7 separate regions of the Mus musculus genome follow, and all the other regions are linked to region 1. A link is a contact called in public Hi-C, HiChIP or PLAC-seq and promoter capture Hi-C data. All regions are on one chromosome and are shown on one strand. The core of a region is the stretch at or near the end of the contact, and the rest is flanking DNA. Distances in the headings are between cores, read along the strand shown.

Region 1 (3,425 bases), core at 274-2,773:
TGCACCAAAGGAAAAAATTAAACACTGTCATAAGACTTCTTTATGAATCTCTAACGGCTCCCACATCCACGTCACTCAGTTTCTTCAGTTCTTCCTGGACTGACTGCCATTAGCATATGTTCGCAATGTTTCCCCACAGATCTGCATAGGAAATGAAGTAGGCGCCATGCATATCAAGAATGATGCAGAGGTCGATATGCAATATACACATGCAATACACTCTTCCTTTATATTCAAGAACCTAAGAAACAAATCAAGTAAAAAATGTTTGAATTTACATTAGGTGCTGAAACGATTTTTTTTTAAGTGAGCACTTTTTGCTTTATCTTTGCAATTTTAAGAGTCACAGAATAACTCTACCTCGGCATGATACTAACTTATAATAAGAAAACCTAACTGCCTGTCTGAAGCTAAGAACCCAGACAGTTACATACCTCTGCCACGCTACAACTGATTTTAAAATGCTTGTAGATATTACCCAAATAGTAATTTCAGATATCTTACCCTATCCCCTATATTCAAGCGGCATTCCTCTGGAAATCAAAAACACAGCGCAAAAGGGGAATCCTGAAGGCAGAACCAGAGCTACTTCTGCTAATTAAGCAATCTTGGAAAGGAAGTAGGCAAAGGGAAGGAACTCAAGCAGTTGTCTGCAAAAGTGATCCCTTGCAACTTCCAGTCACTTCCCCTTGAGCTCCAAGACATAAACTTTTAGGAAAGGAAGGCGCCACACGCAGAAGCCCAAAGTTACTCTCTTCACAATTTAATAAGTCCTTGGGTTCGGTGAAAGATGTCCTGGAGATACACAGATTCGGTGAACCGTATAGAAGAAAGAAAATACGTTCCCTTTCTCGTTTGGGTAACCAAACAATGGACCAACTAGCAGCGCCTCCAAATCATCCCGGTGCATGGAGGGTCCTTTAAGCTAAAACACCTGCAAAGCTGGGCGGCTTCTCCCTCTGCCCTTCCCATCCCCAAAACTGGACCAGGTCTGGTGTCTCCTGCACTGTTAACCCAAGGGCCACTCGGACTCCGCCAGGGACCAGTTGCTGAGGCCAAGGCCACCGCGCTGGGAACTGAACCAGTAGGTGCGGTCTACCCTCCCACCAAGCCAGGGCCGGACCTCCGCGCGGCACGGGGACAAGCAGTCAGTACCTGTCCTCCGAGACGCTGATGACACCCTCTTCTTTAGGTACAATCACCGCCATGTTGACCACCTCCTGCGACCCCTCGACCCGCTGCAGCAGGATCGGCTTGCGGGTCAGTGGCTGGGGCTGGATCTCCGCCGCCATCGGAGGGGGCGCGCCCGGGGAGCAGCCGAACGCGCCGGGGGACTTGGCTGAAGAGAACGCTCAGGCTTGCGCTCAGGATCGGGCTGCGAAGCGGAGCGGGCCTTTGGGAGCCAGCGACCATAGCCCTGCCGCCTGTCCAGGGAATGTGCCCGCTCTGGCTTCCAAAACCAACACCGCCGCCACACTAGCCGCAAGCCGGCGCCACCTAAGAGAGTAGGGGGCGGGGAGCAGGGGGCGGGGCGGGGCGGGGCCCTGTCGCAAGGCGGCCAACCCACTTCCGGAGGATGGGCACTAGCAGCCAATGCGCGTGCGTCAGTCCAGGAGCCACTTCCGCCCCGCCGCCCGTAAGTAACCGAGGCCCGCAGTGCTGTCAGGACGCATGCGCCCCGCAGTCCTTTACTTTCCCTTCCACACCCAAAGCTTTGTCCCCTCCCTCATAAAAAAAAAAATCTGTGAATGCGCGTGCCCAGAGCCCCACCCTCTCCAGACTCTGGGGGCGGGGAAAAGCCTACGTCAGCCGCACCGGAAAAGCGCCTGCAGGAAGGATAGAGGCTAAACTAGTTGGGACGTGAGTGTGCATGCGCGCAGATGACTCACCGCTAAGTTTTAACAATAACACACCGGAGAGGGCGCTGTGCTGTCGGCCGTAGAGAAACGGCTCTTGCCAGCACCGCGTGGACTCTTGGGGGTTGTAGTTTCCTCCATCCTCGACGTCCTTGTTCTAGAAAGCAGTAACGCCCACTTCTCAGCCCAGGAGAGATGTGGGCAAACGAAACTCTGCGCCTTCTGTGGGTTATTGCCCAAGTCAGAGGCAGAAATAGTGTAGTATCTAAGAGGGAGAACTAAAGAGCAAGCCCTGCTGAGCAAGACTTCTCTCGGGGTCACACTGCCACCGGTTTTAGTGAGATATGAGGGTAGAGGAAGAAGAGACTCTCATACAAGCTTCTTTGAGGGAGTTTAGAGATCATGGTATCAATCTTCTCTTTGTATTATGAATAAAGGACTCACACTTGAACCTAAGTCTTTTTGTCCAGTCTTGTTTCCAATCCCTAGCAATTGAACATTTTTGCTTTTCCAGTGACAACGGACAGTTAATAAATACAATCACAATATAATATAGAATGACTGTAATAAGGAGAATAAAATGTTGACTGGGCTATGGGGAAATTGGAACTCCTTTACAATTCAGGTGGGGATGTAAAACAGTCTCTTTTGGGGGGGGGGGAATGTAGTATTGCTTCAAAGGATAAACATTGCTACTGTCAGGTCCAAAAGAAACGGTGGGGTACTAGATATCTGTGATTTCCATTAGCATAGCAAAGCAAGGCGAACCTTGAAAGCAAAATGCTAAATGAAAGGAACTAATCATAGAGGACCGTTTATTTTATGATTCCACTTACGTGAAATAATCAGACTAGTGTTTGTACAGAATTGAGAGAGAAAGGAATAAAGCAGTCAGAAGGCTGTCTTCCGTTCATGTATGTCTGTTCGCCAGGTGTGTGCCTGGATCCCTGGAACTGGAGTTATGGAAAGTTGTGAGCTCTAAGTGGGTGCTGTGAGTCAAATGTAGTTCTGGAAGAGTGTCCAGTTCTCTTAACTGCTAAGTCATCTCTACAGGCCCAAGAGAACTATTTTTTCTTTATTTTATAGTGTGTTTGTGTTTGTGTGTGTGTGTGTGTGTGTGTGTGTGTGTGTGTGTGTGTGTGCCTGAGTGCCAATATGTGTACCGCATGTGTGCGGGAGCCCAGCAAGGTCAGAAGAAGTGGACCCCCTGAAACTGTATTTACAACCTATTGTGAGCTACAATATGGGTGCTTGGATTTAAACCCAGGTCCTCTAACAAGTAATCTTAGTTGCTAAACCATCTTTTATAACCTACTACCAAGGCTATTTTTTTTTAAATAAACGTCTTTTTCTTTTAAAGATTTATTTACTTATTATATGTAAGTACACTGTAGCTATCTTCAGACAGACCAGAAGAGGGCATCCGATCTCACCACAGATAATTGTGAGCCACCATGTGGTTTCTGGGATTTGAACTCAGGACCTTCAGAAGAGCAGTCAGTGCTCTTAACCGCTGAGCCATCTCTCCAGCCCCCAAGGCTATTTTTAATAACTGGATTAAAATGACTT
Region 2 (3,756 bases), core at 1,175-3,674, 1.8 Mb after region 1:
TAAAAAAAAAGGTCACTGTAACACTGTAACACTGTAACACAGGCCTGTTACTCTGCCACTATCCACTCCATCTTCCAACTGCATCACCTTCTCTGAGTTTGAATTTAATATTACTTGGTTCATCATGAACAATATACTAATCTCTCTCTCTCTCTCTCTCTCTCTCTCTCTCTCTCTCTCTCTCTCTCTCTGTGTGTGTGTGTGTGTGTGTGTGTGTGTGTGTATACCAGATTCCCTAAGTGTATGGTAGATAACACTATCTAGATTTGTGTAACCCATTCTGATGTTTGCATGATAGATTTCTCAGAAAAAAAAATCCCCATAGTTAAATGACACATGACTTTATGTCAAGTATAGTGATAGGTTCCTGGACACAGAATATCTAATTTTATTTCACTTATCTGTGTTCTCTTTTAATCTTTAAAATTATTACATTTATTTATTTATTTATTTATTTATTTAATCGTGTGTGCATGTGAGCTCAGTGAATAACATGTGGGTCCTAGGGATGAAACTTAAGTCATTTGACTTGGCAGCAAGTTTCTTGACTGGCTGAATGATTTTGCCCACCTTCTTCTGTGCCTCCTGGAGGTAAAGGGGATGAGCCTCCCCTTCAAGCCCTCAACTGCCTTCAGAGTCTCAAGGGCTGGGCCACACACATCTCACATTGCAGGAAGTTCAGTTGAGCACAGTGCAAACAAGCCGTCACTCTTCCTTGGAGACCAGCCTTTAGCCACCCTCTGCATCTGGGGACAGCTGGGGCTCTAACATCAGGGTTGATTCATTTCCCACATGGATAGTTCTTGTCTCAGAAAAGACCAACTCAAGTGCATAGGGCTAAGGCATTTGAGCAACCAGTGTTGCTTTGTGAGATTCACGTAGAGCTGGTTTGACTGGCGTGTTCCTTGAAGCTGTAGCTTCCAGATGCCTTCTGGAAGCTTCTAGAAACATAAGCATCTGAATTCAATCCTTGCCCATTTCCCATGGGTGGTAAACTGTAGAGACCTGTAAGCAACTTGCTCACCCAGAGATAAGAGCACCTAGCAGTTTCCATTGGCTCTGGAACAGCAAACTTGATGAAGGCTCTGGGCATGGACCCTAGACCATGGAACATCTGGGTTACCTCAGAGAAAAGTCAGCCTTCTTGGAAATAGTTTGCCCCTGATTTCATGAGTCCTTGGAGCTCAGGAGCTCTGTAGGTACAGGTGTCTTGGGATAGTATGCAAAAGCATGCCTGCTCATTTGAAGGATGTGAGGCTGGGTACATTGTTCAATTGGTGGAGTGCTTGTTTAATATGCATGAAGCCCTAAGTTCAGAAACCATAATCACATAAACTGAATGTAGCAGTGGATGTCTGTAATTCCAGCCTTTAGGAGGATCAAGAGTTCAAAGCTGTCTTTGAATAAACAGCACTTTTGAGGCCAGCTCATGACACTGGAGACCCTGTCTCGAAAAGGAAAAAGAAAACAAACAAGTACAAAGTAAGCCCCATGTGTCTCAGGGACATTTCAGAGATGGAGGGCATGAACAGGCCCTGGGGTTCAGCCTCCACCTCCCACTGGGGAAAAATACTGGAAACCAAATAGATCTATTTAAGTGTTACAATGAACTCACAAACCAAGTATTTTGCCATCAAGATTTACACAGGAATCAAAGACAGCTGGAGATAGACAGGGCATAAACTATTTTTAAATATCACACCAGGAAAAATGAGATGCAACTGATAAGAGAAGGAAGTCACAGGAAGGAAGTGGGTTCCTCTAAGGGTGCTGCAGATGATATTTTTCAGTGCCCTTCTGCAAACAGATGCAGTTCCATCATATAATGGAAATCTTTTCTCTCTCCCAGAATAAACAGCTCCATGTTCAAAAACATGCCACATTCCGACCACAGTGCTTTACCAGCCTCGTGGGTATTCTAAACAACGGACACTAAGTTCCGTTTTACAGTACAGAAAATAAGGTGGCGATTTCTCAGCTGGATCCAAACTGTGATTTGTGCTTTGCCTGGGACAGAAGCTGTGGAGTGATTGCAAGCAAATGCTTTCCTCTAAGTCACCTTTCTGTGACTTTTAGGAGTCGCTAGAGGTATCCATGATTGCAACTCAGAAGGAAGGCATCCTTTGTTGTTGTTGTTTTATTAGGACCCCAAATTTAGATTAACAAGCTTCTGACCCAGGTGTCCAGTGAGCTAGTGGCGGTATCTCTGTAAGTTGTAGTATCCACTCCTTCACTCAATGAAAGCCATACTTGACTGGCGCCACCTGTAATACTTTCACCAGGAAAAGACATTTTACTAATTCTTAAAGACTTGTCGCAGTATGTGTGTGTTGGGGTGGGGAGCCGCGCGCGTGGGGTTGGGGGTGGGGAATCAAGCTTTTTAAAACGTTTGCCTGTGACCCTGGCGGTGTAAGGCAGGTGTTCGGAGAAACGGCCTAATTAAACACTGCTGTGCCGCTCTGCTGCGTTTCGGACTACCCTGCTCTGGTAGGGACTTCGTGCTTTTTGTCACAGGCAGCGGCTTGATGCTGTCTACTGGAACCTGCAACGATCCAGGACCTTACAGGCCCGGAGCACAGAGGCCCAGAGCAGTCCTGGTGTGTCCCTCCCAGCCAAGAGACACACTGCAGGGCTGTCGCGGGCGAGGCACAGACCAACGCGACTAGAAATCAGGCTGACTGGCTTCTCCCGGCCAGCCCCACGGCACGGCATGATGTCATGGGAGCTGCCACTCAGCGAGATGAAAGGGATGCGGCGCAGCAGCGCTGGCACTAGGCAGCCCAGCTGGGGCACCGCGAGAGAGAGCTGCAGATCCAGCCGCTCAGCCCAGGCTGGGGAAGCCTGCTCTCCAGAGCTGGGGCAGAACAACGTGGCCCACGTTTAACAAAAGAACCAGACGGTAGCGAACTTTCTAGATCTGCGCGCGTAGCGAGTAAACTCAGCCTTGCCTTTGATGCGCAGCAACTGATCGGCGATCAGATTACAGGCACTCCATCTCCTAGTTCGCCTGCCTTTGATCTGCGCGGGTAATCCATTTTCCTGGATTTGAAGTTTGTCTGGGCTTGCGCCCACACACATTTTTGGGAAGGTAAAAGCGTTTGGCGCGGAAGTGCTACCAAGCTGCGGAAAGCGTGAGTCTGGAGCACAGCACTGGCGAGTAGCAGGTAGGCGTTCGTGTGTGGTTGGAACTTTCACTGCGTTTTCCTCGCATGTTCAAAGGGGGAAAAATGGCTATCAGCTCCCAGCAAGCATGCCTGAAGCCAAGTCCAGCACCAGGCTGCGTGCACGTGAAACTGAATTTGATTCTTGATGCAATTGTTTCGCGGTTTGCACAAGAGTTTGATATCTGTCATGCAAATCTTACTTGGAAGTGAGTAGTTCCAACAGGACAAAAACAGAGCCTCGCTAATGTTTGTTGCCAGCAGGGTTTCAGACGCTGGAAGCTGGGCTGGAAAACCTCCTCTTACTTTATTTAGAAACGGTGGGATTCTGTTAACACCCCCTCACTCCCACCCCACCTTCCTTTCTCTTCCCCTATCTCCCCCCACCCTACGGAGCAAAACTCCTCTCTAGCAATCCTAGCAATATTACTACTTTATTCTCCGGCCTCCGGGAGATGTGAATCTATCGCACATGTGTCCTTGCCATTCGCATTCCCAAGGGAATCTCTGCAAAGGCATTTAGGACTGAAGCCTTTCAAGTGTAAAGCGGAGGAACTCGGAAACAGGGAGCGCCAAGCTGCGTTAGGTTTGGCTA
Region 3 (3,591 bases), core at 857-3,356, 1.2 Mb after region 1:
CAAACCATGGACGCCTTCTCCAGTGCACTTCCTCTTTGGTGCTTAAGTTTCATATCCATGGCTTTAACGGACATAATAACAAGATGTATCTTTTTTTTATGTTCAAAAGTTACAATTCTGCAGGGTGTGGTGGCACAAACCTGTAATCCCAGCACTCAAGAGACTGAAGCAGGATTATCAGCCTGAGCCTGGGCTACAAAATTGAGTTCTAGGCCAGCCTCAAAGCCATAAAGAAGATATTTTTTAAAGTTACAATTCATCACAAGTTGTTTTTATAATAAAAACTAGAGCAAACATAGTAATATCCCTGATTTTTAAACTGTTGGGTTCTGTTTTGAAAAGCAACATTTGATAAGGCTGGAGAGATAGCTCAGCAGTTGAGAGCACTTGTTGATTTTGCCAAGGACCCAGGCTTAGTTTTAGCATAGTTCCAGGAAATCCCTCCTCTCTTGATGTTTGAAGGCACATATAAGATGCACATACACACATGTAAACAAAACACTCACAGTCATTTTTTAAAAATCCATGAGAATCAAGTGAAACATAACCAAACACAGCCCTATAGTCATCTAGGAGCAATGGCAGTTTTTCTTTTTAAAAACTTCATCTTAATTAGCCTAGTGGAAGGGACAATGTCTTGCAAGCAAAGGATCAAAAGATGCTTTTGTAAGAAAAATTAAAATATTAACTTCATTTTTTTTGTCCTGTTATAGAGTCATTTTTAAAGGCGGTTTACCTAGCTTGCTCTCACCAGCTGCAAGACGGCAGAATTTATAATCGGAACATCAGGTTTCAATAGCCATAAAACAAAAATAATACCTACTTCATAGAGGTGTTGTGGGCAGTGAGACACCTGATCCACAAAGCGTTTGATAACAATGCGTACCACATTATCAGTACCCAGTGGCTCTTACAACTTTTTCGGGGCTTCATACAACGGGAAACCTATCTGGTGAGTCCATAATTTACTCTAGCACTATTTTTTTTTTCTTTTGGAAAAGTACCCTAGTGACGTCCAAAAGATTGTACATCTTCGGCTCCAATCCAGAACCGAAAGCTCCGTCTCCAGTTCAGAATCCAAAGGCTTGTGCATGGTGGGCTGGTCGCACACCTCGAGGTCTGGGGTGGAGGGAAACGTCGGGGTGTGACAGCCGCCCGCTGGTCGTGTGATTGAACCGTAAAATTCCTACCTCGTGAGATGGTTCTAGGCTTAGGTGTGACAGATCTGGGAGGCGCTGGCGGAGGGCGAGAGCACGACAGCGATACGCGGTTTTAAGTTCCTGAGCGGCCACCCAGGGCTCGAAGGCGCACTCGGTGGCTTGGAGTTTAGTTAAAAGCGGTTTTTGTCTTGTTTTTACGAAACTCTTAAGATAGTCCCTGATTTGTTTCATCACTAGTGTGTCACCGGAGTAGTGTCCGAAAGCTGACCACCTCCACTGCCGCACAGGGGCCACGCAGGCACACACAGGAGCGCAAGACACAGCGGGGACTGGAACCGAGGAAGTAGAGAGCCTTGCGCCACGACGATCCTGCGCATGTGCCGGGGGAGAGGGAGGTAGAAGTTTCCGCATGCGCAGCAGGGTCGCGCGGGGGTGGGTGGGGGGAGGCAGGGACAGCTGTGGAGCCGGCCCGCGTTCCCGGCATGCCCCGGGGCGGCGGGGTTGGCTCTAACGAATTTGAATGAGGAGTCTCAGCGCTTTCGGCGCCATTTTCGAGTGATGCCTGATCTCATCAATCTAGCGGGAGGGAAGGGATAACCTGTCCGAGCCTAGCGCGACGCTAGGATCACGCCGGAAAATCCCCCAAAAATCATCAAAAAAATTAACTTAGAGCAGAGGGCAGTCGGTGGGGCTTCGCCAGATGCGGCGCAGTCGGTAAGAGCCTCAAGTAGCGAAGCGGGTCTCGAGAGGTGGCAGCGATGGGACCGGAGGACCGTGAGGGGAGCAGGGACCGGACTCGGGGTCTGCCCTCACTTTCGCGGCAGAAGCTCCCCCAGGGGATCCGGTTGCTGTAAGTTGGGTGTCCTCGGATGGGCGGCGTCCGGCCGCGCTCGGGTGGCGGGAGCGCGGAGCTGGGGGAGGGGAGGCGCGGTTTGAGCGGGACACGGCCGAGCGGCCGCCGCCCGACCTGTCAGCGCGAGCGGCCGGGGAGCTAGGCCGGCGCGGCAGGGTCGCCCGCGACAGGCGCCCGCCCGCCCTCCCCGGTGTGCACGGCGGTCCGGGCGCAGGCCGTCTCCTGCCGGGAAACTTGGGTCGCGGGAGAGACGGCTGCCCGCGGCCCCCGAGGTGCGCTGCGGAGTGCGGGGAAGAAACGACGCCGGCCGGGCCGGTCCCGGGCCGGATCCCGACCCCGGGCGCGGCGGATGGATGGATGGCCGCATCCAGCTGGGTCATTTTGTCGTTGCTCTCCCGGCGGTCCCCTCTCTCGCTCGAGGGGGAGGGGTGTCGGGGTGAAGGGAAGGACGGGGCTGCGAGCTTGCGATTTCCTGGCGTCGGGCTCTTAGAAGACTTTTTCCTTCTCCGGTCCTTGAATCGCAGCGTCTCAAGGAAAAGTAGCGTGAAACTTGGTGTCTCCTGCCGACAAGCCTTTGCACCTACGATTTAACGGTCATTTTGCAGTCCTCAACTTTCCTTGGGTACTCCTGACGCTGAGGCGGAAGAAAGCGGAGTTGTCTTTCCTTTGGGGGGGGGGTTTCTTTCTTTCTTTCTTTCTTTCTTTTTTTTCTTCGTTGGCTGTTGGCTTTTTGTCAACCCAGAGTCGACAGCTCTTGAATGAGCCAGTGACAGCTTTGACTTTAGGTAATGCTCGCTAGGTACTAGTCTTTGTGAAGAGTCCACGTTAAACTCTTGTGTCGCTTTCCTCCCTCAGCACCCCTAGATTAACCCTTAGCTCATGGGACGTTCTGCGGGAGGGTCGCACGGACCTGCCTTAGTGATCCTCTGCGGATGCTTTTGCTGCAGCTTCTCGGTTATTCGCCGAGGACTCAGGCTTCAGGAGACCCTCGGTGACTTGCTAGTCAGAGCAGGCCCCCTACAGAGCTTTCTCCCTCTGGAATTTTATCAGAACCCTGGATTTGGTGTGTGTCTGTGAAAACTGGGGGACCCGCCCTCATTTAGATCCCTTCCAGAAGAGTAGGAGCGCAATGTGATGTTTTTCAAATTGAGTCTAACGGAGCTCCCAAACGCCGGGCTTCTTACCCACTGATTGGCTGGAAGGAAGCGGGACTGGGGGGTTTGAATGTTGATCCCAGAGCTGATAATTCTTGACCTACGAAAAACTGTGTTTAGACAGAGAACTATTCAAATAAATACAAAATGTAAAATCGGAGTTTTTTTTTTAAGTTAGTACATAATAGAGTTGTTTCTTCCGTAAAAGCCTTTCAGATGGTTCTGAAATATATATATTTAAATGTAAAACTAAAGAGGCTGTTTTCAGAAAACTGTATTTCTGCTGTTGGAGTTATAAGACATTTCTGTTCTTCATTAGTTGAAAACTTCTCCGAAGGATCTAAGGTGTTTGGTTTTTCCTTTGATAAAATTTTTCCGTCTCAGTCTTCATGTATTTATTGGATACATATTAAGGGAAAATTGT
Region 4 (3,443 bases), core at 175-2,674, 1.6 Mb before region 1:
TAGTTTGTTAAATAAGGTTAAACTTGTATGAAGGAAACTTTAAAGAAATTGAGATGCTTCTTTCTTTCAAAATGCTTGCATGAGTATAGTACAACCATTAGGATCATTGAAAACATTTAAACAGTGTACACAGAACCCTCAAAATGTTTAAAGTGGGGCCAGAGAGATGGCTCAGCAGGTAAAAGTGCCTGCCACCAAGCTTGGTGTTTTGAGTTGGATTTCTAGGACCACAAGGCAGGAAAGAAACTTTAGTAAGAGACCCACTACTCTGAATAATAAAACTCTAAACAATGCTTTTACTTTATTTTTTTAAACTCATTTCCCCTTGGTAGGTAAGTAGAAATGTGTGTGTGTGTGTGTGTGTATATATATATATATATATATATCTTACATACTAAATATTATGGACTGTGGTTCTGGGATACCTAACATTACACAAGCAGTTTCCCTTAACATTACAAATTCTTCCGTTACACAGTATTTAGTTACGAAGTTTTTCTTGCATGACCCTTGTTCTGTCAACCACAAAACAGAAAAAGCAAGTCACTGTGTGTCAAAGGGCAGTAAATTACAAGTACAATTTTTTTTAACACATTTTTTTTTAGTGACCAGGCCCTCTTCAAGCCTGGACGGGACATCTTGGATCTTGGGATGGTTTCAGGCAAGGCCTCGTAGAAAGAACCTGCTTGGCATAATGTCACAGCAAAAGCAAGCCACAAGTAAACTGTTGAGAACAAGTTGGCCCAGGAGACTTTTACATTATAAGACAAACACCTTAATCTGTTTAACGTTGTGTGTCTGGCAACATTCTATGCAGTACACTAATCCTAGTCCTTATATTACAGTCCCACATGAACACAAAGTGGTAACTAAACCCACGGAGAAGCTTAGCTTCAAAGCTTCAAATCCCTGTGGGCGCTAATCCTCAGTTCCTTCCTTCATGTGAGACTACCCGCCCATTTTGGCAGTGTGTAAATCAAAAATCTCATACAGGACCTCTGAAATCACTCATCTGGTCCTAGCCACCTAAAGATTAAGGCTAGAGATTCAGTTTAGGAATATTCTCTCATAATTTCTGAAGTCCGTCTGGTCCAACTTCACCATTAACTTCATTCACATAAAGCGTTTAACAATGTATTTGTGCCTACATTGTTTACTTTATGGGCTGTGAGATGCGCTGAAGAATGTATTTATACATTTATACACGTACACACACTATATGTTTATATTTCATGTTGAGTACTTGATCCTTTGTGGTGTTGAGAATTGTGCTTTGGTTTCACTTTGGATCGATGTGACTTATCAAGATGGTTCCGATAGAAATAGACAAATTTCCTAGCTGTCCATCTAGCCATCCTCTTATAGGTCTGCCTTTCTTCTAGCTCGCTGCCTTTTTATGCACACACATTGATTTCCCTTTTCTACTTTGTGGTTGAGTGAGTACATCGCACCCGGAACCCTGGCTGCGGAGGTGGAGAAACGGCAGCAACTCTGACCTCCCGCGGTGGCGCCCAGCCAGCATCAATTTTGGCCCGCGCGGCTTCACGTACTCTGGGAACTTTGTCCCTCAGAGACAGCCAGGCCTGGAGGTCTGCCCCGCGAGACGGACACGCCGCCCATGCTCTCCGCCTCTAGAAGGGCTCTCCAGCTCCTCTCTAGCGCCAACCCGGTACGGAGGATGGGCGACTCAGCTTCGAAAGTCATCTCCGCAGAGGAAGCCTTGCCGGGACGCACCGAGCCGATCCCTGTAACAGGTAAGGTGGCACGGCTGCTGAGCATGCGCGTGGAGCCTGCGCACAGCGCCCTCCCGGAAGAAGACGTGCGGGACCGCGGGTGGGTCCCAGGTCGGAGTCTACGCGTGCGCAAAGAAGCAGCGAATCCCCCCCTCCCCCCAGTTCTCCCGCCCCCCAGCCCGGGAAGGGCGGGAGCTCAGCTGGGCAGTCTCCTGCCTGCGTGCTTCTCTTTGTTTGAGTCTCGCTCTGAAAGACTTTAGCGTTGGGATCGACCCAGCCCGTTTGCTGGTCTGCAGCTCCGTATTTGGGGCTAGTGGAGTCTGGTGGGAGCCCAGCCTTAGTCTTCCTTTTCACCTAGGCCTCTAGGAGCGTCTAGCGGTGCCAGTTCATGGAAGCGCTGGAGGCAGACCTAACAACGCTGGGAACTTAGGTTTTGAAGTGTAATTTTCGGCCAGAGCTGGTTGCAAGAACCCTCCCCAGTTTGTAGTTATTTCAAGGGCATGCTGGGTTGTCTCCCCCGTTTGCAGAAACTCCACGTGCTATGGATGAAGCCTCTAAGAGGTGTCTGTGTGTGCTCCCTTAAGCCCCAGGCGCACGTGAGAAGATCAGCTGATTACCTGTGTGACTCAGTTTTCTCCTTGCACCACTTAGGACCTAGGAGTTGAAATCGGATTGTAGTTCTTGTTGACCTTTTACCTTGTCAGCCCTATTGTAATGTTTCTAACCCCCCACTCTTGGGAGTATTCGTTCCTGAAAGGTTCTCACTGTTCCCAGTACAGAATCCAAGTTCATGTGCTTTCCACTTGGAAAGGGACCTGAATATTTTAGAAAGAGTGGGGACAAAGAGAATGACTTATTTGGTAAGTTAGCAAAACCAGAAGAAGGTGGCCAGGTAAACTGTTTTTTTTTTTTTTTTTTTTCAGGCTCCATTTATCTTCAGGCAGAGAGGGTTGAGGAGAGGGGTTTAGGGCAGGAGCTGACAAATTATAGGCCTCTAGGTATCTTTCTAGTTTGGAGTTAGGCGTCATAAACCTGGAGGCCAGCGATCCGTTGACCTGACCCGTAATCACAAGGCTACTGGATACTTCTGTGGACAGTGGAAATATCTTATCTTGATCTCTTCAGACTTGAAAGGGGAGAGGAGAGGCTAGGAGATTTTGCTAAGCCATTAACCTTGTGCTACTCAGTTCAAACAAACATTCCTTGAGTGCAAAGTAGAAATACAGTTGAATACAACATGGAGTTTTTGACGCTGAGTTTCCTTTGAACCATAAATACAGTGAAAGCCACAGACACGTCCCAGGGGTTATCTGCAGCAGAGATGGAGGGAGACTTCTGATAGGTTACACAGCTGCACAGCCTCCAAACTTAATGATTTTTTAAAAGTCAAGTATAAGAGGAGCATGGGTGTCATGTCGCCCAGTCACATGGCAGGCTGGAGGGTCTCTGGTAGGGAGGGATCTAAAGTAACTGAGAGAAGGGAAGCTAGAGGAGTTGCTTAGGGTTGCCTTTGGTTCCAGCAACACTGTGCCTCACTACGTCTTATAAGTTTTGGTGACCATGATGAATATGAAAGTCTTTATATTTCCTAGTTGGGAAGTTGTATCCTTCTCTATTGCAGCCTCTGCTCTCCTCATGTCTCTATATGATCTATTGAGTCTTGTTGTTATCTGTACCCCGTTCTCTCAAGAGCCCTGTGGCCAGTGGAGC
Region 5 (3,863 bases), core at 352-2,851, 1.2 Mb after region 1:
GGTATACTTAGCATGCTAAAGGCACTGGGATAGATTCCCAAAACAAAGTTTACTCCATAGATTTCTAAAAATCTCTTATAGTTTTCACAAATATGTTTTATCTTTTACAAAATGAGGATCTTTACAATACTATCTTCATATTACTTGAAAATAAATACAACTAGGGTACCAGAAACACAGAAGCATGAACTGCGGTGGGTCAGAGACCCTTTCACAGAGCAGGGCTGAGGTTGCAGCTCACTGAAAGCGCTTGCCCAGAGTGAGCAACTTCCAGACCTACCAGAAAATACATGGATGGAAAGAACAGTTGGGAAGGAAGGCTGAAGACATGGGTCTTCTGGGCCTGGACCTGTTACTTTCAGTGCAAAACACTGACCAAAATCAACTGACACTTGCAGGTTACAATCAGTCCATCACTGAGGTAAGTCAGAGCAGGAACTCAAGGCAAAACAAACTGCTCTCTATTCCCCACAACAATGCCTTCCACCATGGAACCCACTCCCAACCAGCAGACACCATCAAGAATGTGGATGGCTGCCTGTCCATAATGGGCTCCTGCTTAGCTGGTTCATCAGCCTAAAGATAGAGCTGCCCACAGTGTGCCCAGTGTAAATGAAGACATATCCACAGACCAATCTGAAAAACAATTACTCAGTTCAGATTGTTTTCAGGTGATATTAGGCTGTGTGAAACTGATGCTTAGCATTAAATAGGGCAGAGGTGTAGTTCCCGGGTAGACTGTGATAGCATACTCCAAGGTGTAATTTAAAGCAAAAAAAAAGGGGGGGGGGGCATAATTGATTAATAGCCCCATTGAGTCCTAGCACAAAGAATGCCTATATATTGACATTCTGTTTTAAAAGCACTCCTCATACAAATGTCTAGAAAGCTGCAGGAATCTAAAGCCCTGCTCTACAGCCCCAGTAGCTGGACAACTAAGACAAACCACACAGAAGAAATGTTGCTGGATTTGTTTCCTTTAGAGCATACTTTTTTTAAATTATATATAGTAATTACCAAAAAAATGAATGGCAAGCATGGATTTTTGAATCCATGAGTTTTGAAATATGAAAAGAACAAAGGCCCTATTATTAAAGGAGGTGGTGAAGATATACTTATTCTTTTTATTTCCATCTGGAATGGTCCTAGGACTAATAAAATCGGGTATTTTTCCCCTTCATAAATACCAGAACATAAAGAAAAATAATACGGTTTACCTTTGTTCCAGGCAAGTATATGCTTTTGGCAAGCTTACTATATTTTCTGTGGAGAGAGCCAGTTCGTTTTCCCTCACGTTTTGACGGTAAAACTGGAGAACACTGTAGAGAAAGGAGAAAGAGTGTCACAGGCACAGATCTGCATTCTTGGCCCCCTCCTAGCCAGGGGGCCTCCCCAGCGGCGCGCTGACCTTCCCGACCGCGACAGTAGCACCGCTGCCGCCAGGCCGTGCCGCCCGTCACCGCCCACGCAGGTGTCCCCCGGCCGCGGCAGCGGGGCCAGCGACTCCCGGCCCCCGGTCCCTACTCGGAGCACACTGCTCACCTCCACCAGCCAACTGGGGCCGGGCTGCGCCGGTGCAAAATGGACACGGCGACCACGCCCTCTGCTTCCCGCTGTCCCGCGCCTGCGCACCACCTAGGTCGCCCAGCCTCTGGATAAGTGCTCTGGTGACGCCCACGCGCCGAGTTTGGATTGCTGTATTTTTGTTGTTGTTGTTACTTGCATTTTTCAAGAACAACAAAAACAAAAACACAGCCCAACCCTTCACACCACTTTGCCTACTTTTCAGGACCCAGCGGGCTCGGCGATCTCTGGGTAGAAAACCATTGACCCAACTTTATAGAAAGGCACTACTTCCCAGCACTCGGGAGTCAGAGGCAGGCGGATTTCTGAGTTCGAGGCCAGCCTGGTCTACAAAGTGAGTTCCAGGACAGCCAGGGCTATACAGAGAAACCCTGTCTCGAAAAAAAAAAAAGAAAAGAAAAGAAAAGAAAAGAAAAGAAAAGAAAGGCACTACTACGGTTCCCCTCAGAGGCAGGAACTTTTAACTGGTTTTAAAATATCTCAATCAATCAATCAATCAATAAAAATAAAATAAAAAATAAAGAAAAACCAAAATAAAATAAGATAAAATAAAATAAAATATCTCGCCCTGATTTCCACCTCCTATGCGGAGACCGTGGTTACAGAGGATGAAAAAGATGGTTCCTATCCAAACTTGAAAGCCGGTAAATGCAGGGTGATGTGTGCTGGAGGAGCACGTCTACTCCCGCTTGGGAAGGCCTGGGCCTTTAGGAGAGCAAATTTGGGGAAAGCGCGGTTCCAAGTCATGGAAAAGCCCCTCTTGCCCCCTTCCGCCCATTGCCTGTGGTCCCGGCTACACCATTCCTAAGACCAATCCCTGTCATTTCTAACTTAGTCCTCACGAGAACGTTACAGTGGAACCAAGAGCCTTATCCTCTAAATGAACAGGTTTTCTACAAGGTGGAAAACCAAGACGAAGCTGTGGAGGGTTTCCTCAAATTCCAACGGCACGTGTAACCGTTTATGTATACCACTTGACACGTGAAGCGTAAACTGGGGTAAAAACCTGCTAGATCGGGGAGGTAGCTTCATTTTCTAAACTATATACAAAATATATATTATTTATAAGCCTGATCCTACAACTAAACTTCCAGCTCTTTAGAAACTTGTGTCATTCTACGGAGCTAATCCACCTTTCTCTTGAGTTCCTCCAAACCCAGCAGGGCCCCTTAGCGCTCTTACCTAGATTTCCGTTTTGCCCGAGTCCTGCCTGTACTCCACTGTTAGCCCAAACGCAAAGGATGATCTCTATCTCTTAACTGAAGCTCCTTCCATAAAGGCCAAAAAACAAAGGAGTGGGGGCCTCCATCCAATGGCTATAAAAAGAAGCCTCTAGCTCCTCCCCCACACCCTTGGCAGGCTGAACCACTTCACCACCAAGATGGGGGGAGGGGGGAGGGCTCCAAGACAAGTCAGTAGGAGCCAAACCACTTCACCTTTACAGTGGCTCAGGGCCACCCAACCGACATAGCCTCAGGTCAGAGAAAAGACCACAAGACTTCTCCCAAGCAATTTGCCTCAGCATTCTTACCTAAGGTTTTCTGAGGCACAGCCAAGCTGCTTCTTGTTAGGACACACCTAACTGCAGCTGATAACACAATATCTACCTAGTCTTTGATGGTTTGCTAACAGTTAGGGTTTTTTGTTTGTTTGTTTGTTTTGTTTTGTTTTTTGTTTTTTTGAGACAGGGTTTCTCTGTGTAACCCTGGCTGTCCTGGAACTCACTCTGTAGACCAGGGTGGCCTTGAACTCAGAAATCTGCCTGCCTCTGCCTCCCAAGTGCTGGGATTAAAGGCATCACCACCATGCCCAGCCTACAGTTAGGTTTTCTATGTACAGTAATCAAATATCTTGTAACAAACAGGTTCTTTCCTACAGCACCAAAAATGTCAGTGCAAATGAAAGCTTTGTCCCAGGCCCACACAAAACTTCAGGCATAATATGCTGGCAACTGGGCACAGTGGCACAGGCCTTAATCCCAGAGTTTGGGGGATGAAGCCAGCCTATTCTACATAGTATGCTCCAAGACAGCCAAAGCTACCCAGAGAAATCCTGTCTCAAAACAAAAACCAAGCTGGGCAGAGGTGGCGCTAGCCTTTAATCCCAGCATTTGGGAGGCAGAGGCAGGTGGATTTCTGAGTTCAAGGCCAGCCTGGTCTACAAAGTGAGTTCCAGGACAGCCAGGGCTATACAGAGAAACCCTGTCTCAAAGGAAAAAAAAAAAAAATGACTGAATGAGGAGGCTTGGGGTGTGGCTCAATCAGTGTTCGTGTGCTTTC
Region 6 (3,404 bases), core at 796-3,295, 1.3 Mb after region 1:
CCATTTGCAGCTTTAATTCCCACTGAAGGGGCCCCTCCAGCTACTGCAGCCAAAGCATATTCAATCTGGACAAGCTTGCTAGATGGGCTGAATGTAGTGTAGTCAGCAAGAAGCTGTAACTGCGCTCTGCCATCTTTACCTGGAAAGTCGGACATAAAACAAATTTTATTTACATATGTTATAGCAGATTAGCTAATGTGAAGACTAATGAAACATGCAAAAAAAAATGAAGCACAAATTTGCATTTTTTAACCGAATATTTTTAGAGGGTTGTAACCTTAATTTTAAGTTTAAACTTTAAAATCTGAGATGCTAAAAGATGTGGTGAAGCAAATAAAGGGCTGGAGTTGGACCCCTGGGGTTTGTATCATACTTTGTATATTTTCTACCTTTGTGAAATTGCACAGTCATTTAACCTATTTCTTCATCTATAAAGTAGGGACAGTATTGAGCTTGAAATGTTGCAAAAAGTCTATCGTGTGGTGTGTGTGTGTGTGAGAGAGAGAGAGAGTGAGAGAGAGAGAAAGAGAGGATTATCAAGAGTACTTCAATAGATATAGAGGCAGTGAGGGAGAGGGGATAGTCTGAAATTATTTTAGCAATTACTTTGGGTATTAATTCTGTAATAACTAAGTCTCAAAGTAAAAAAAAGCCTTGGATATCTCCCTTAGTATCATAATATTTATTTATGTATTTGTTTATATTTTATGTGCATTGGTGTTTGAGGATGTCAGATCCCCTGGAACTGGAGTTGCAGACAGTTGTTGTGAGCTGCCATGTGGTTGCTGGGCATTGAACCCAGGACCTCTGGAAGAATAGCCAGTGCTCTTAACTGCTGAGCCATCTCTCCAGCCCTAAAAATATTTTTATAAATAGAAGAAACCAAAGTCTGAAATTTTTCCCTCATCCTATGGCTAAAAATCTCAATAAAGTATATTTACACTCAGGTGACTAAAAGGTTATGTATGGGAAACCATTACTAAAGAATTGGGAATTTTTGTTCAGTTTTCCAGGATTTGATGAAGACCCAGAAAACTTCCAGGGTGGGAATCTTATCTTGGAAGAGAGGTTTGAGCCAGATTCTGTTGGGACACCATGGGGTGTGAGGGATAACGACAGACAGATAACAAGTGACCCCCACTGGGGCCTTCCTTCGATATGGTAATAGGAAGCAGCAGACCCCCGTAAGAGCTGAGTTTCTCTTCACCCTCTCTCAGGGCATTCCCTTCACATTTCTAGGAACCATTGGTGCACCAGAAAGCTGAGTAAGACTGTCTGATCGGAAAGCAAGCCTGAAGACCTGAGTTCGATTCCCGGATCTCCAAGGTAGGGGGAAGAAAACCTATTTCTGAGAGTTGTCTTCAGACCTTGCCGTGGCACGAGAGCGCCTGAACGCACGTCCTGAGCACGAATATACAATAATGACTTTTTAAAAAGTCGTCTTTCGGCCCTGTCCCGACCCCTTCCCGTAGTCCCCTCATAAGGGTGACTGCTTGCAAGTCCTGGGTCCACGCAGCAATCAACCCAATGATAAACGCCGGTGCATGGAAAATGCGAAGAGCCTCGCCGCACACCCAAAGACCGGGTCCTCGGAGTCTGCGTGGCAGGATGCGGAGAGCCGGAGAGTTCCGACGGAAAACTCCCGGGCGTTTTATTAGCTCCATGCCCAAAGGAGGTCTGCCGATCCCTAAAAATCACTGCGGAGCCGCCCCAGGCAGCTACCAGTAGCGCGCCGACACAGCACGGAGCTACTACGGAGGCTGAGGCGGTCAGGGCTGGAGTTCCAGACCCTATAAACAGCACAGAAGGCCCTGTCAAACCAGCAACAACCACAGCCGCAGGGAATCCCGACGACTCTCAGCTCCACCATTCACCTGCCAGCCACAGGGCCTAGGGGAGGACGCCGCAGCACGCCTGCGCACGCCGCCACGCCCACCCCATGTCAGTCAGGCCACTGGCCACGCCCACTTTCAGAAACCCGGACCTTTTCCCCAACTCCGCCCTCTTCCAGGCGTCAGGCCACTGGCCCCGCCCTCTTTCAGTCAGTCAAGCCCGGGCCCCTGCTCGGCTCTCTACAGCGCCCTGCCCACCCGCCACACCCTCTTTGACTTGGGCTGGCCGCTGGCCCCGCCCACCTCCCGACACCGCCCCGCCCCTCCGGGCGGTCCTCGCTCCTTCGCCGGGGGACCTCGCCTCAGTCTCCGCTTCGCCTCCCGGCCCTGGCGTCGCTGTGCGGGCTGCGAGGCTCCCGCGACCCAGAAGCACTCGGGCGCGGGCGGAGCGGTGGGGCTGTGTAGCTACGCCATGGCCGCGTCGGCGTGGTGCTGCCTGCGCTGCTGCAGGGACGGCGGGACTGGCCACATTCCTCTCAAGGAGATGCCGGCCGTACAGTTGGACACGCAGCACATGGGTAAGGGCCTCCCGACTGGACCCAACCGCCCACCGAGGGCCGAGGGAAATGGGGCGGGGACCACGTGACCACGCAGCCCCCTGTGGCCTCTCTGGCCTCGGTCATCGGGCATGGGCTGTGCCAGCCTCCCAGGGCTGAATCTCTCAGAGAGGAGTCAGGTGTTCCCAGGTGAGGAAGCGGGGGCGCTCGCCCGCCCGCCCGCCATCAGTGCCCGGGTGTCGAGTGTCACCTAGTGTTTGCTGAGTCCTGTCTTCAGCACTATCAAATATAGGCTGAAGCTTGTTCTGGGGGAGTAATTTTCCCCTCACTTCCTGAAGCCCAAACAGGGCCGGTTGCAGAAGCCTGGAGTAGAGCCTCAGGTCGTAACAAGCCACTTCCACTAAAATCTCCATTGCTGGACACCTTAGTCACTGTTGGGAACGCTGTAATTTTATCTGACTCTCGCCATCGGGCCAAGCGATTGCAAAATAGAACAGTGCTCCTTCTCATCCATTTTTTTCCAGTTCCCAATGGCTTTATAATTAATTTAATAATAATTTCTCATCCAACATTCCCCCCCCCCTGTAGCATCTTTTTCTACATAGGATTACTTCAGTTCTTAGACCCTTTCCAAGCTTCTGGAATATTATCCAGGCAGATTTCCCAGAATAATTATTTCAGTTAGAGTGCTGTCTTTTTGTGTATTATTACAATAAACTAATGCATTTTTTGATTTCCCCAAATACCTCATTGTCTAAAAGACTGTATTTAAGTAACACAAGCATTCTTAATATCTACAACAAAACTCTTTTCTGCCCAGATAATCTACAAGTCTGGAAACATTGCCCATTATATTTTCTATTGCAGTACTATACGCAGTCGTCGTTTACTATGGTGTACAGTGCCACCACAAATTTACAGTCTCTAGTACAGAATTTCAGTACTAAATACCTTTAAGCCCCTATCCATCACTATAGACAGTGGATGTTCAGATCTTGTACTTTCTCTCAGGAAA
Region 7 (3,390 bases), core at 789-3,288, 1.5 Mb after region 1:
CCAGCTAAGTGTACAAAAGTGACAGTGGCTCCTGCCCAGAGCCCAGCAGGAAGAGTTGCTCCTGATGACAGTGATAGGCCCAATGACACTCAGATGACAGTGATAGGCCAGGTGACACTCAGATGACAGTGATAGGCCAGGTGACACTCAGATGCAGTTTTGGAACCTCTTTTCATTTGTGAACTTGGTCAATTACTATGTCACCAACTTTGTTACATTGGCACTTTGTAGTGGGCTGTTACCCGGGGTATTGTGAGAATTTTTATATTCCCTCTGACTATTGTTACTTGAAGAACAGTTGATTTTCAGCATAACTGCCACTGAGAATAAGTCCTGAGAAGAAAATATACTGTCCAAGAGAATTGTGGTTTCTCGTGTGGTAAACTGAGCTTCCTTTTCTCAAGGTTCAACTGGCCCCGTCTGTTCATAGCCAGGATAAGCTGTTCTGCCCGCTCACGGGGTCCGCCTGACCCTGCTCCCTGTCCTGCTCCAGCCTGGAGTCAGAGGTTACTGCATTTCAGCGGGACTTCAGCAAATGCAGCAGGCTCTGCAGGGCTTCCTGCAGCCCCTGTCCTGTGAGAGCGCTGCAAGCCCGCAGCTCCCAGCAATGCTTTTGGAACCCTTCCAGGCCCAGCCTGTTTCTGATTTCAAGCAACGGCAGAGCACCAGGAGCCTCCTGCTTGTTGGCCAGTACCAAGAAGGGGACGCCGGCCATGTTGGGGTCTTCCAGGACTTCCTTGAGCTCAGCCACTGCCTCAGGCAAGCGGGCTTCATCTGTGCTGTCCAGCACGTACACAAGGAGGTCGATGCCTTCCAGGTAGTCCTTCCAGGTAGCTCTGAGCTGGGTCTGTCCCCCAATGTCCCAGAGAGTCAGTGACACATGTCCAGGAGCCTCAAGAGGCTCTACATTAAAACCAACAGTGGGTAGGGTGTCCACCAGCTGGTTTCCTTTCAGTTTGTACAGAATTGTGGTCTTGCCAGCAGAGTCGAGGCCCATCATTACCACCTGGGCCTCTGCCTTGTGACCTCTGGAATTCACAGAGCCCATGATGGCCCCTAGTAAATCCTCCTGCAGAAAGGCTGAGGACGCACATCAGCTACTCTTTTCTGAAGAAATGCAAATCCATGCATGCATGCACTGAGCTCCTACCCTAGAACAAAACAAGTCATTTTAGGGAAGGGTTTCAGACCCAGGCTGGACCCTGAAAAGCCCAGGAAGTGAGGAAGTGTGAGTCAACAGCAGCTGACTGGCCTCTGGTGCTGGCGGAGAACCACCTGAAGATGCAGAACTCCAGCGTCCTTCCTAAGTAGTTAAAGTAGAGGCGAAGGAAGCAGCAGCCGACCAACCGTGTTCAGGAGAGGCTGCAGAAAGGCATTTTCATTTCTCACTCTGTGGTCTCTGACCCTCCTGTTTCCTTCCTGGGGCCTAAACTCAGAAGTGGCAGCACACTGCATTCCAGAGAGTGGAGAAGCCAGGTCAGGGTATGCTAACTTCTTAGAACTCCTCCCAGGACCTGCACATTGGTCTCTCCAGTACCTACTGACAACCACTGCTGATTCAGGCAAATTTGAGTCAGAGCCAAGAACTTTTCCACACCATATAAAAAGCCTCTAGAATACTGTGTGCGTGTGCATGTTTGTGTGTGTGTGTGTGTGTGTGTGTGTGTGTGTGTGTGTGTTTTAAAGAATTCTAACCATGAAGGCCTAAGAACTATCTACAACTTAGGAGAAAGTTAGAGAGGCAGAAGGTGGACCATAGCACTCTTAGGAGTATGTGCATCAGATATCACTGAAGGAAAGGAAGGAACCTCATTCACTTCTGCCCTGAGAAAAAGAGCAAGAGTTAGAGTTACCTCTGTGGTTGCCTGGACTGTGGCAGACATCCCTCCGCTAGGGCACCTCTCCACAATCAAGCTTCTTTCTGCTGGTCGCCATGTCCCAAGAGCAGGATATGAAGGAAGTGTAGTGGCTGTTGCAATCTGTCCTGTTTTTGCTTCCTCTCTCGAGTGGTTAGGGCAGACATCCTCCCATATTGGGGGTGTGTCTCAAGACATCTCAGCTCTCCGTTGTTAGTGGAGCCCCGCCCAGCACCAGTTTCCCCAGTCTGAGGGACTTCACAAGTTCAGAGTTGTGTCACCCTTCCTTGTTTTCCTTGACTCCTGTGATCTCCCTGGGAATCCTGAAGCGCAGGCCACCCAGCACGGGCAGCAGTGGTTTTCTGGTGCTGGGAGACTCTTTGATTTGCAAAACTGTGAAGCTTGTCAGAATCAAAATGGAGTGACTTGTCAAGCCCAAACAAAAAAGGAGGAGGAAAAAATGAATTAATCAATAATTAATAAGTACATAAAGGAGCAGATCTTGTGCGTGCATGACTGATAAGCATTCATAAAAGACTCTGCTAGAACCACAACCTTACACAGACACACACACACACACACACACACACGCTCTCACACACTGGTTCTACAGAGATGTCTGTCCAACAACTGTTTAATTTTGGAATAGTACGACCCTTGTTATTTTCCTTTGCAGCCTAAGATGGTTTCATATAGTTATGCTCCTATTGTGTGTGTTCATGTGTATGTGTACATGTGGTGCATGAACATGTTTGTGTGGGTGTATATTCACATGTATGTACATGTGCATGCATATGGAGGCCATAGGTCAATTTCTGGCATGGTCTTCAGTTACTCTCCACTGTATTTTCTGAGACTGGGTCTCTCGGTGTCCTCACGGCCCTGTGCATGTCTGTGTACCTGGACCTCAGCCTTTTCCTCCGCATAGGGAGAGGCTCTTCTCCTAAGACACCTCTGTGGTGCTCATTCATTTGTCTAGACTGGGGTCCTCTGGCCGCCCAGTGCTGGGTTACAGGTGATGACACTGCCCAGCTTCCACAAGGTGCTATGCTCCTTCTGTTGTACGACAGGCACTTGGTTCTCAGAGCCATCTCTGCAGCTCATGGCTCCTCATTTCTTCCTTCAAAACCTTTCACCTGCCTCAATCCACCTTGAATAAACACAGTTTCCTCTGCTGCATGTATCCACATTGCAGTGTACGGCTATTCCCAAGTAAATGGCATTAGACTTCAGAGAGTCCCTCTGGTTAGACAGAACCACGTGTGTGTTAAATTGTAGAGTATAATTCTAAATTAAAAAAAAAAAACCCTCCAAAGGGGTGTGCGTGCATATGTGCATGTATATGTATATACACAAACACATATATATGTATACGTGTAGAACAGGGATTATGTTGAGCCTGGGTCAAAAGCTTATGCAGTTGGGCCTATTGGCTGTTTACCATTCTTCATAGGAGGAGAGGGCAGGGAAGGTCCAGCCACACACATCCCCAACCAGCTGTTTGCAATTCTTCCCTAACTGCATGTGGCGGTGG

What was found. Promoter capture Hi-C pulls out the DNA fragments that hold promoters and counts their contacts. Hi-C and Micro-C count contacts between places; a contact is called where the count stands out from the background. HiChIP or PLAC-seq counts read pairs in DNA pulled down with a chosen protein or histone mark.
Region 2: a promoter capture Hi-C map of pre-B cells shows a contact between it and region 1, with 2.8 times the contacts expected there. The contact joins the promoter of Tnfrsf19 here to the promoter of Wdfy2 in region 1. A contact is called at or near these places in 2 of 39 promoter capture datasets (the C10 cell line and pre-B cells).
Region 3: a contact with region 1 is called in a Hi-C map of uterus, with 5 times the contacts expected there. The contact joins the enhancer-like site here to the promoter of Wdfy2 in region 1. A contact is called at or near these places in 4 of 39 promoter capture datasets (3T3-L1-derived adipocytes, cranial neural crest, liver and 1 more), 3 of 484 Hi-C or Micro-C datasets (CD4 T cells, embryonic stem cells and uterus) and 10 of 115 datasets of contacts at active chromatin or transcription factors (astrocytes, cardiomyocytes, embryonic forebrain and 7 more).
Region 4: a contact with region 1 is called in an H3K27ac HiChIP or PLAC-seq map of extraembryonic endoderm stem cells, with 8 times the contacts expected there. The contact joins the promoter of Msra here to the promoter of Wdfy2 in region 1. A contact is called at or near these places in 3 of 39 promoter capture datasets (the C10 cell line, liver and pre-B cells) and 1 of 115 datasets of contacts at active chromatin or transcription factors (extraembryonic endoderm stem cells).
Region 5: a promoter capture Hi-C map of pre-B cells shows a contact between it and region 1, with 4 times the contacts expected there. The contact joins the promoter of Trim13 here to the promoter of Wdfy2 in region 1. A contact is called at or near these places in 4 of 39 promoter capture datasets (embryonic stem cells, hippocampal neurons and pre-B cells) and 1 of 115 datasets of contacts at active chromatin or transcription factors (astrocytes).
Region 6: a contact with region 1 is called in a promoter capture Hi-C map of pre-B cells, with 7 times the contacts expected there. The contact joins the promoter of Spryd7 here to the promoter of Wdfy2 in region 1. A contact is called at or near these places in 10 of 39 promoter capture datasets (the 3T3-L1 cell line, 3T3-L1-derived adipocytes, the C10 cell line and 5 more), 3 of 484 Hi-C or Micro-C datasets (muscle stem cells, pre-B cells and uterus), 3 of 115 datasets of contacts at active chromatin or transcription factors (astrocytes, embryonic stem cells and large pre-B cells) and 1 of 9 other capture datasets (adipose tissue).
Region 7: a promoter capture Hi-C map of liver shows a contact between it and region 1, with 3 times the contacts expected there. The contact joins the promoter of Arl11 here to the promoter of Wdfy2 in region 1. A contact is called at or near these places in 2 of 39 promoter capture datasets (hippocampal neurons and liver) and 3 of 115 datasets of contacts at active chromatin or transcription factors (astrocytes, embryonic forebrain and microglia).

The regions. Positions count from the first base shown.
Region 1 is chr14:62,835,788-62,839,212 of GRCm38.p6, reverse strand. It overlaps Wdfy2 (WD repeat and FYVE domain containing 2), which reads right to left and starts at 1,523. Exons shown (of 12, transcript NM_175546.4): 1 at 1,156-1,523. The coding sequence starts at 1,292. It overlaps Gm26536 (predicted gene, 26536), which reads left to right and starts at 682. Exons shown (of 2, transcript NR_168886.1): 1 at 682-1,088; 2 at 1,193-2,312. It overlaps Mir8098 (microRNA 8098), which reads right to left and starts at 1,492; the gene lies at 1,356-1,492.
Region 2 is chr14:61,045,523-61,049,278 of GRCm38.p6, reverse strand. It overlaps Tnfrsf19 (tumor necrosis factor receptor superfamily, member 19), which reads left to right and starts at 2,424. Exons shown (of 10, transcript NM_013869.5): 1 at 2,424-3,164. The region is part of intron 2 of Gm41167 (a long non-coding RNA gene); the gene reads right to left.
Region 3 is chr14:61,646,901-61,650,491 of GRCm38.p6, reverse strand. The region is part of intron 1 of Dleu2 (deleted in lymphocytic leukemia, 2); the gene reads left to right. Among named protein-coding and RNA genes, the nearest start is that of Mir15a, 17 kb to the right of the region's middle. Within about 2 kb of position 2,106, at least 436 of the 459 cell types and tissues checked have an H3K27ac peak or open chromatin away from gene starts, as enhancers often do. A contact at or near this core is called in 3T3-L1-derived adipocytes, astrocytes, cardiomyocytes and 9 more, where this site is marked.
Region 4 is chr14:64,439,021-64,442,463 of GRCm38.p6, reverse strand. It overlaps Msra (methionine sulfoxide reductase A), which reads left to right and starts at 1,424. Exons shown (of 6, transcript NM_001253712.1): 1 at 1,424-1,754. The coding sequence starts at 1,619.
Region 5 is chr14:61,597,250-61,601,112 of GRCm38.p6, reverse strand. Trim13 (tripartite motif-containing 13) reads right to left here and starts at 1,601. Exons shown (of 3, transcript NM_023233.3): 1 at 1,543-1,601; 2 at 1,218-1,319.
Region 6 is chr14:61,555,527-61,558,930 of GRCm38.p6, reverse strand. It overlaps Spryd7 (SPRY domain containing 7), which reads left to right and starts at 2,045. Exons shown (of 5, transcript NM_025697.4): 1 at 2,045-2,410. The coding sequence starts at 2,305. It also overlaps the pseudogene Gm4118.
Region 7 is chr14:61,308,401-61,311,790 of GRCm38.p6, reverse strand. It overlaps Arl11 (ADP-ribosylation factor-like 11), which reads right to left and starts at 2,038. Exons shown (of 2, transcript NM_177337.3): 1 at 1,854-2,038; 2 at 1-1,151. The coding sequence starts at 1,048. The coding sequence ends at 518.